Linked DNA regions of Mus musculus: region 1 is linked to region 2. A link is a contact called in public HiChIP or PLAC-seq data. All regions are on one chromosome and are shown on one strand. The core of a region is the stretch at or near the end of the contact, and the rest is flanking DNA. Distances in the headings are between cores, read along the strand shown.

Region 1 (2,923 bases), core at 185-2,684, 99 kb before region 2:
GCAGAACTCTGTGTGTGATGGAAAGCTGATGGGAATATTGCACATTTGCATTACCCTGCGGGGCAGCTACGAGGGCCACCTTGAACCATGGAGGCAGTGATGGAGGTGCTGACTGTCCCATACCACAGACACAAGACTCGTCTCCACGGGACTGCAAGGGGACAATTCTAAACCTCGACTCTTGTCAAACAGAAACTAGTGAGACAGACAGCTTTCTACCTTGCCTGTTGACACAGGGTGTTGTCACTGTATCCCAGAGTGGACTTAACCTCACTGGGCAACCCAGGAGAGCCTGCAAGTAGAGGCAATAATCGCCCATTCTGTCTCCTGAATGCTGGGATTACAGCATTACCCACCCAATGGCTTTTCAATCTTAGAAATGTTAAATGTCTGCAAAGAGACCATAAGAATGGTTTAAATGATGTACAAGCATTCAGAAATCGTGCCCTGAACATGCTTAAGTACAGAGATAATGCTTTGACAAAACCATTGTTAGAGGTTCAAAAGGCAATTAAAAATCCAACAACAGAACACTAAAGATGATTTTTAAAGTGACCATCAAAATATCTAGGTAAACTGGCACATTAGATTCTACTAAGAGATATACCCTTAATGGTTATGCACTAATTGAATATGCCCCCACTCTCAGTGTTGTGAGAAAGGGTGAGGTAGATAAAAATTCATTATGCGGCCTCATTACTTGGATGGGTGAGACCCTTAAACATTGCTCTAAGATCTTCTTCCAAAACCAGAAAAGACAAGCACAGTCCATTCAGAAAGAACAGTGTTTTTCTTTTGTGGAGGGAGGTGGATGGGGGAGGAGACTGCAACAAATGATCTGGGAACCGGCTAACGTTCAGCCTCGACAGCCCCTCCACTTCCAGGAGCAAAGAAAGGGAGATCCCAGGATGCTGGGTAGAAGGATCAGCCAGCAGAGTGAAAGCCAAACAAGGGAGCCAGGTCTTCCGACACTCAATGCTCACAAAAGGGGGGCGGGCAGAGAAAGACGTGGGCTTGTCCCTGCCCCAGCAGTTCCTCCTGGGGGCCTGGAGGCTGCAGCCAACAAGCAGCGGGCCCCGGCCAGGGGCGGAATTAGCGCTCCGCTGAAGAGCGGGACGCGCGGGCGGGGACGCCCGGCCTTCGCGGCCTCCGCCCCGAGGGGAGAGAACGACCAAGCCCTGAGGGCCCGACCGCCCCCCCGGGTGACCGTAAGCAGAGCACAGCGAGGGCCACGGATGTACAGCAGCGCACGCCACCAGCCGCCAACGCTAAGGCGGCGGCCGGGAACTGACCTGCACTTGGGGAGTCCATCGCCGGAGACCATATTATCCCTGCGGGGAGGGGGCCAGCGGGGGAAGGAGGGGGAGGCCAGGCCGGGAAGAGAGGGAGGAAGACGGGCGGACGGGCAGGGGAAAGGAGGAAGGAAGCAGTCTCGCGCAGGCACCGCGAGAGCCGCAGAGCTGGCCCGGGGTCCGCGCTCGCGGGATTTGCCGGCTAACTCTCGCGAGATCCTCGGACCGGCGAAACAAAGAAAGAGCGGGGCGGAGCCAGCGGGTAGGCGGGTCTCTGCGCAGCCTCTGTTGTTCTCCAGAGCTGGAGGTGGGGGGGCGGAACCCTGGGAGGTTAGTAACTTTGACAACGGGACGCCATAGGTTCCGTTACTTTCTTGTGGGCCCAAAAGTATACCGTGAGGTTTTGAGGTCCCGCGATGTCTGCAGGACTGTCTTGTAGGAAAGAGCCAGGATTGGGACTCAAGTTCTCCCTGCATGGTAAAGCCTTGTGTTAAGCCGTGATGTAATGAGGCGCCCACTCGTGCATTCTCAAGAGAACAAGGCCGGGTTAATGGGACACATAGGCAATCGACTAATTGAATGAATTAAAATGTCCATACTTTCCTATAACTTCAACCTTTCTCTTCCCAGGAGCAGTTAAACGTGATGGTGTCCTAAGTTTCTCTCTGGCCCCGCCAGGGAGAGTCCTTATGTCTTCCCTGTCTTGTCTTTTGGTTAGCGGACTCTTTGGAGTTGTCTGGTTTGCCCTTTTCTTCCCCACTCCTATCCCTTCTCAGACTGGTTTCCACTTCCAAAAATGCCTGTGATAAAGGTAGGCATAACTATTTGCTAATACCCCAGCTCTTGCTTTAACTGTTTGTTTAGTATGTTTGCTAAGACAAACTGTATTAGCTTCCATAATTCCAAAACTATTCTGTACTTCCTGGCCTCCAAGCCTGCTTCATCCCAGTCTCCTCTACCAGGGCCTTTCTCTGCCCAGCTATTAAGTGTACTGTCATTAACTCTATCTCGTGACATGAGCTTTGCACCAGATTTCATTTCCTCTGGCTCATTCATCTGTCTATTGGCTCCAGCTATCCGTTCATAAGCTGATGCTCTCTAGCCTACCTACAACTCAAACCCATCTCCTAAGCTTAGAGGAATATATCCTAACGCTTGTTACCACAGGCATCTCCTATGCAAAACCACCACCACAACCACTGCCACCCAAGCCAGTGACTGAGTCCTTATGTGTCTGTCACCTACACCAGCGAATGCCACCGCCTAAGCACATACCAGCACGCTATCCTTGGCTCCTCTCTTCCATTACTGTTTAGAAGTCCACTTGATCCACTGGCTTCCTGACCTTAACAACTGTGACAGTCTTCTCAGAAAGTCTCAAGGGCATGACTATTCTCGAAATCATCTCCATGAAACTGAAACAAACTAGGAAGGACACAGTAACCAAACTCACATACCAAGAAACTGAGTCTGGATTTGCGATGCATTCAGATGGAAGCAAGAGCTCACGTATAACTTCATTGTTCACGAGGCTGAACTGAATAGTTCTGCTTCTCTTGAAACAACACTCCTGTACACCGTTGGCTAACCCTTACTCACTCTTTCAAGACTTGGGCTTTTCTTTTTATGTT
Region 2 (2,757 bases), core at 234-2,733:
TCTGAACTAGAACATGCGTTGCTTCTTTTACTTTTGGAAGAATCTCACCATTCCCTTAAAGACCTCGGTTGAACACGGAAGGGCAGGAAGAGGTGATGGGTGCGGGGTCCGGGGTGTGTGTGCATGCGCGCGCGCGCGCGCGCGGCGGGGACGGAGGGGGGGGGGATCCGGGCTGTGCAACTGGATCCGAATCCTTGCCCTACAGTCCAAGGACCCAGGGGGCGGGATGCTAAATCAGCCACTTCACCTATGACAGGTAAGTAGGCAGCTGCGCAGAACAGGAGGCAGCAGCGGTCCCAGGAACCTCTCTACCTATGCAGCCAGAGCTAGCGCTGAAGGCGCCGCTAGCGAGGCACTAACCAGGACCACACACCCACCCAGAGTTCAAAGCGCGCGCGCGCGCCTTTTGGCGCCCGGGTGATAGATAGTATGAGGGGAACCTCGGGTAGGGCTTTCTCCTGAGCCCAGGACCATCAGGTCACACAAACTTCCCGTGACACACCCTGCAGCGGGTCAAGGGTTTTAATGGGGGGGTACCCGGGAAGGAGGTGCGGTCTCTGGAGCCTCACCCTGCATTTGCGTCCGTCCACTGTCTCCTCCTCGAAGCCCTCTCCGACCTTGAAGTTGATCTCCGTGGTGCGCACAGTAGTGGATGTCTTGATGTAGAACTGATCCCCGTCTTGGCGGATCTCCACGTGCGGCTTAGACGCAGCCGCCACGGCCACCTTCCTCAGCATGGCGTTCACACCTGCGCAAGGAAGCATAGATTCGGGTCTCTGGTCCTCACCCACTGGTCTCCCCCAGACCTGTTTGGCACTTCCCAAATCCTCTGGCTTTAGACGGGGCTCTTAAATTAGTCCCACTTGTCTCTTTCCTCCCTTGGGTTTTAGAGAAGAAAACCCGAGGCTTAAAGTCGGCAAGCGGCTTTCCTGAGTTACCCAGGGCTTTCATGGCAAGATCTGGTCTTTTAAAAGCCCCAGTTTAAAGTCCCTGCTCTTCACTGTGATCTAGCACGAGATAAAGATGGGACCGTCGAGAAAGGCGCCAAATGTCCAGCAAACGTTAGTTGAACTCCCTGGGGCTGGAGCCCGCTCTCCTCTGCGACCTGGGTTTGGGGGGTGGGGGAACCTCAAAGGAAACAGAGATTCATCACTCCGTTGACTCCCTCCTGCCTGAACCTACCCAGGCCACCCTCTCTGGGACCCGGGCGCCTCGCAGCTGCTTCTAACAGACCGGACATACTCTCTGTACCAGCTTACCCAACGCCTTGAGGAGCTCGTCGAAATTCTCGCTGCTGCGCATCTTCCAGGTACCGGCGAAGTTGGGCATGGTGGCAGTGGTGTTGGCTGTAGCGGCGGCGCGAAGGCAGGGGCAGGCACCCACCTCTGCTGCGGAGCGGTCGCACGCTGCGTTGCAGAGAGACTGGCGTTCTGCGCCCAGCCGCAAGCGCCTTGAGTCGCTAGGGTAGCGCCCCCCCCCTTCTGGGGCCCCGCCCTCAAGTCCCGCCCCTGCCCTGCGTGCACGAGGGGCGGGGGGTGGCCCACGAGGGGTGAGCCCGACTCCCCGCCCTAAGGCGCCCCTCACCATTCCTCATCTTCTCAGCCACTAGTGATGCAACTTGGAACTTGCTCTCCCCTGGTGCCTCCTCCACCACGCCGCCCACATTCTGTTTTAAACTGGGTGGTAGGAGAGGGTTTAATGAAGCTAGGTCGGCCTGGAGGAGATACATGAGGCTAGCTAGGTAGTGGGGATTCAGGGGAACGCGACATTCTTTCTCTACTTTTGCCTATGTTTGAAAATATCTGTTAGTAGTAAGGCCATAGGCATGGAAGCCACTTTCTTTCCACCCATACTTTCTGGCTGCCACTAGCCGGTCGAATTTGCTCTGTTCGGCTTTTCAGTTAGCATATGGAGGACCAATTAGAGTGGCGGGAAAGGCCCAGCCCCTACCCTTGCTTATCCCGGGCATGGAGGCACGGAGGTACCAAGGCAGGTTCAAACGGGTGCTGGAAACCAAGCCTCTCATGCAGGTTTTCTGCTTAAGTTAGAAGGGAGCCCAGACCAACACCGTCCCTTTGTTGTTGCCTAAGGGACGGAACAAGCAAAATGCAGGGAAATGCGGCAGCTTATTTTGTAAAATTGCGGGTTTGAGCTCTGCAGTCCTACTGGGAAGGCCTAGCAAGAAAGCCTAGCTCCTGCCTTTGCTCTAACAGATCTGAAAATCAACGCCAGAGCCCAGAGTCTCCACTAAGGAGTGTACACACAGGTCCCTGTGCCTTACCAGCTTTCAGACCTCAACATTTCCTTGCAGCCTCTTTCCACTGTTTCACCATTGCTACACCTCAGCCAAACTGCCCAATTCAGGATCTTAGAACCTGCCACGGGTGGCTCCATATCAGCCGTTGACCATGCTGCTCGAGGTCCCCAAAGGTCACTTTTCCTTCATGGGCTGAAAAAAAAAAAAGCTTGCCCACTCCTCATGACACAGGTGTTGTAAAATTCTGTTTAGGTCCTAAGCAGATTACTTTCCTCGGAATTGACAGGATTCCTTCTGGTCCAGTCTTCCCTGTGAAAATAGGCCATTTAGAGCTCAGCGATCAAAGTTGATCAATGCACCCTCATTTCCTCAGGCTCAGCCAGGTGGGGCTCAGAAGTGAATCGATTCTCAAAAGATGCAGATGTTCTGAAGCCTAGAGGTGATTGTGGGGTGAGGATTCCCCGAGGACCTGGGGTTGGTTCATGCTGAATGCTGCTAAC

What was found. HiChIP or PLAC-seq counts read pairs in DNA pulled down with a chosen protein or histone mark.
Region 1: an H3K4me3 HiChIP or PLAC-seq map of embryonic stem cells shows a contact between it and region 2, with 18 read pairs. The contact joins the promoter of Ireb2 here to the promoter of Crabp1 in region 2. A contact is called at or near these places in 1 of 39 promoter capture datasets (macrophages), 2 of 484 Hi-C or Micro-C datasets (embryonic stem cells and nephron progenitors), 6 of 115 datasets of contacts at active chromatin or transcription factors (bone marrow-derived macrophages, embryonic stem cells, intestinal crypt epithelium and 1 more) and 2 of 9 other capture datasets (adipose tissue and liver).

What each region holds. Positions count from the first base shown.
Region 1 is chr9:54,862,266-54,865,188 of GRCm38.p6, reverse strand. Ireb2 (iron responsive element binding protein 2) reads right to left here and starts at 1,434. Exons shown (of 22, transcript NM_022655.3): 1 at 1,293-1,434. The coding sequence starts at 1,311.
Region 2 is chr9:54,763,474-54,766,230 of GRCm38.p6, reverse strand. Crabp1 (cellular retinoic acid binding protein I) reads right to left here and starts at 1,483. Exons shown (of 4, transcript NM_013496.3): 1 at 1,260-1,483; 2 at 570-748. The coding sequence starts at 1,329.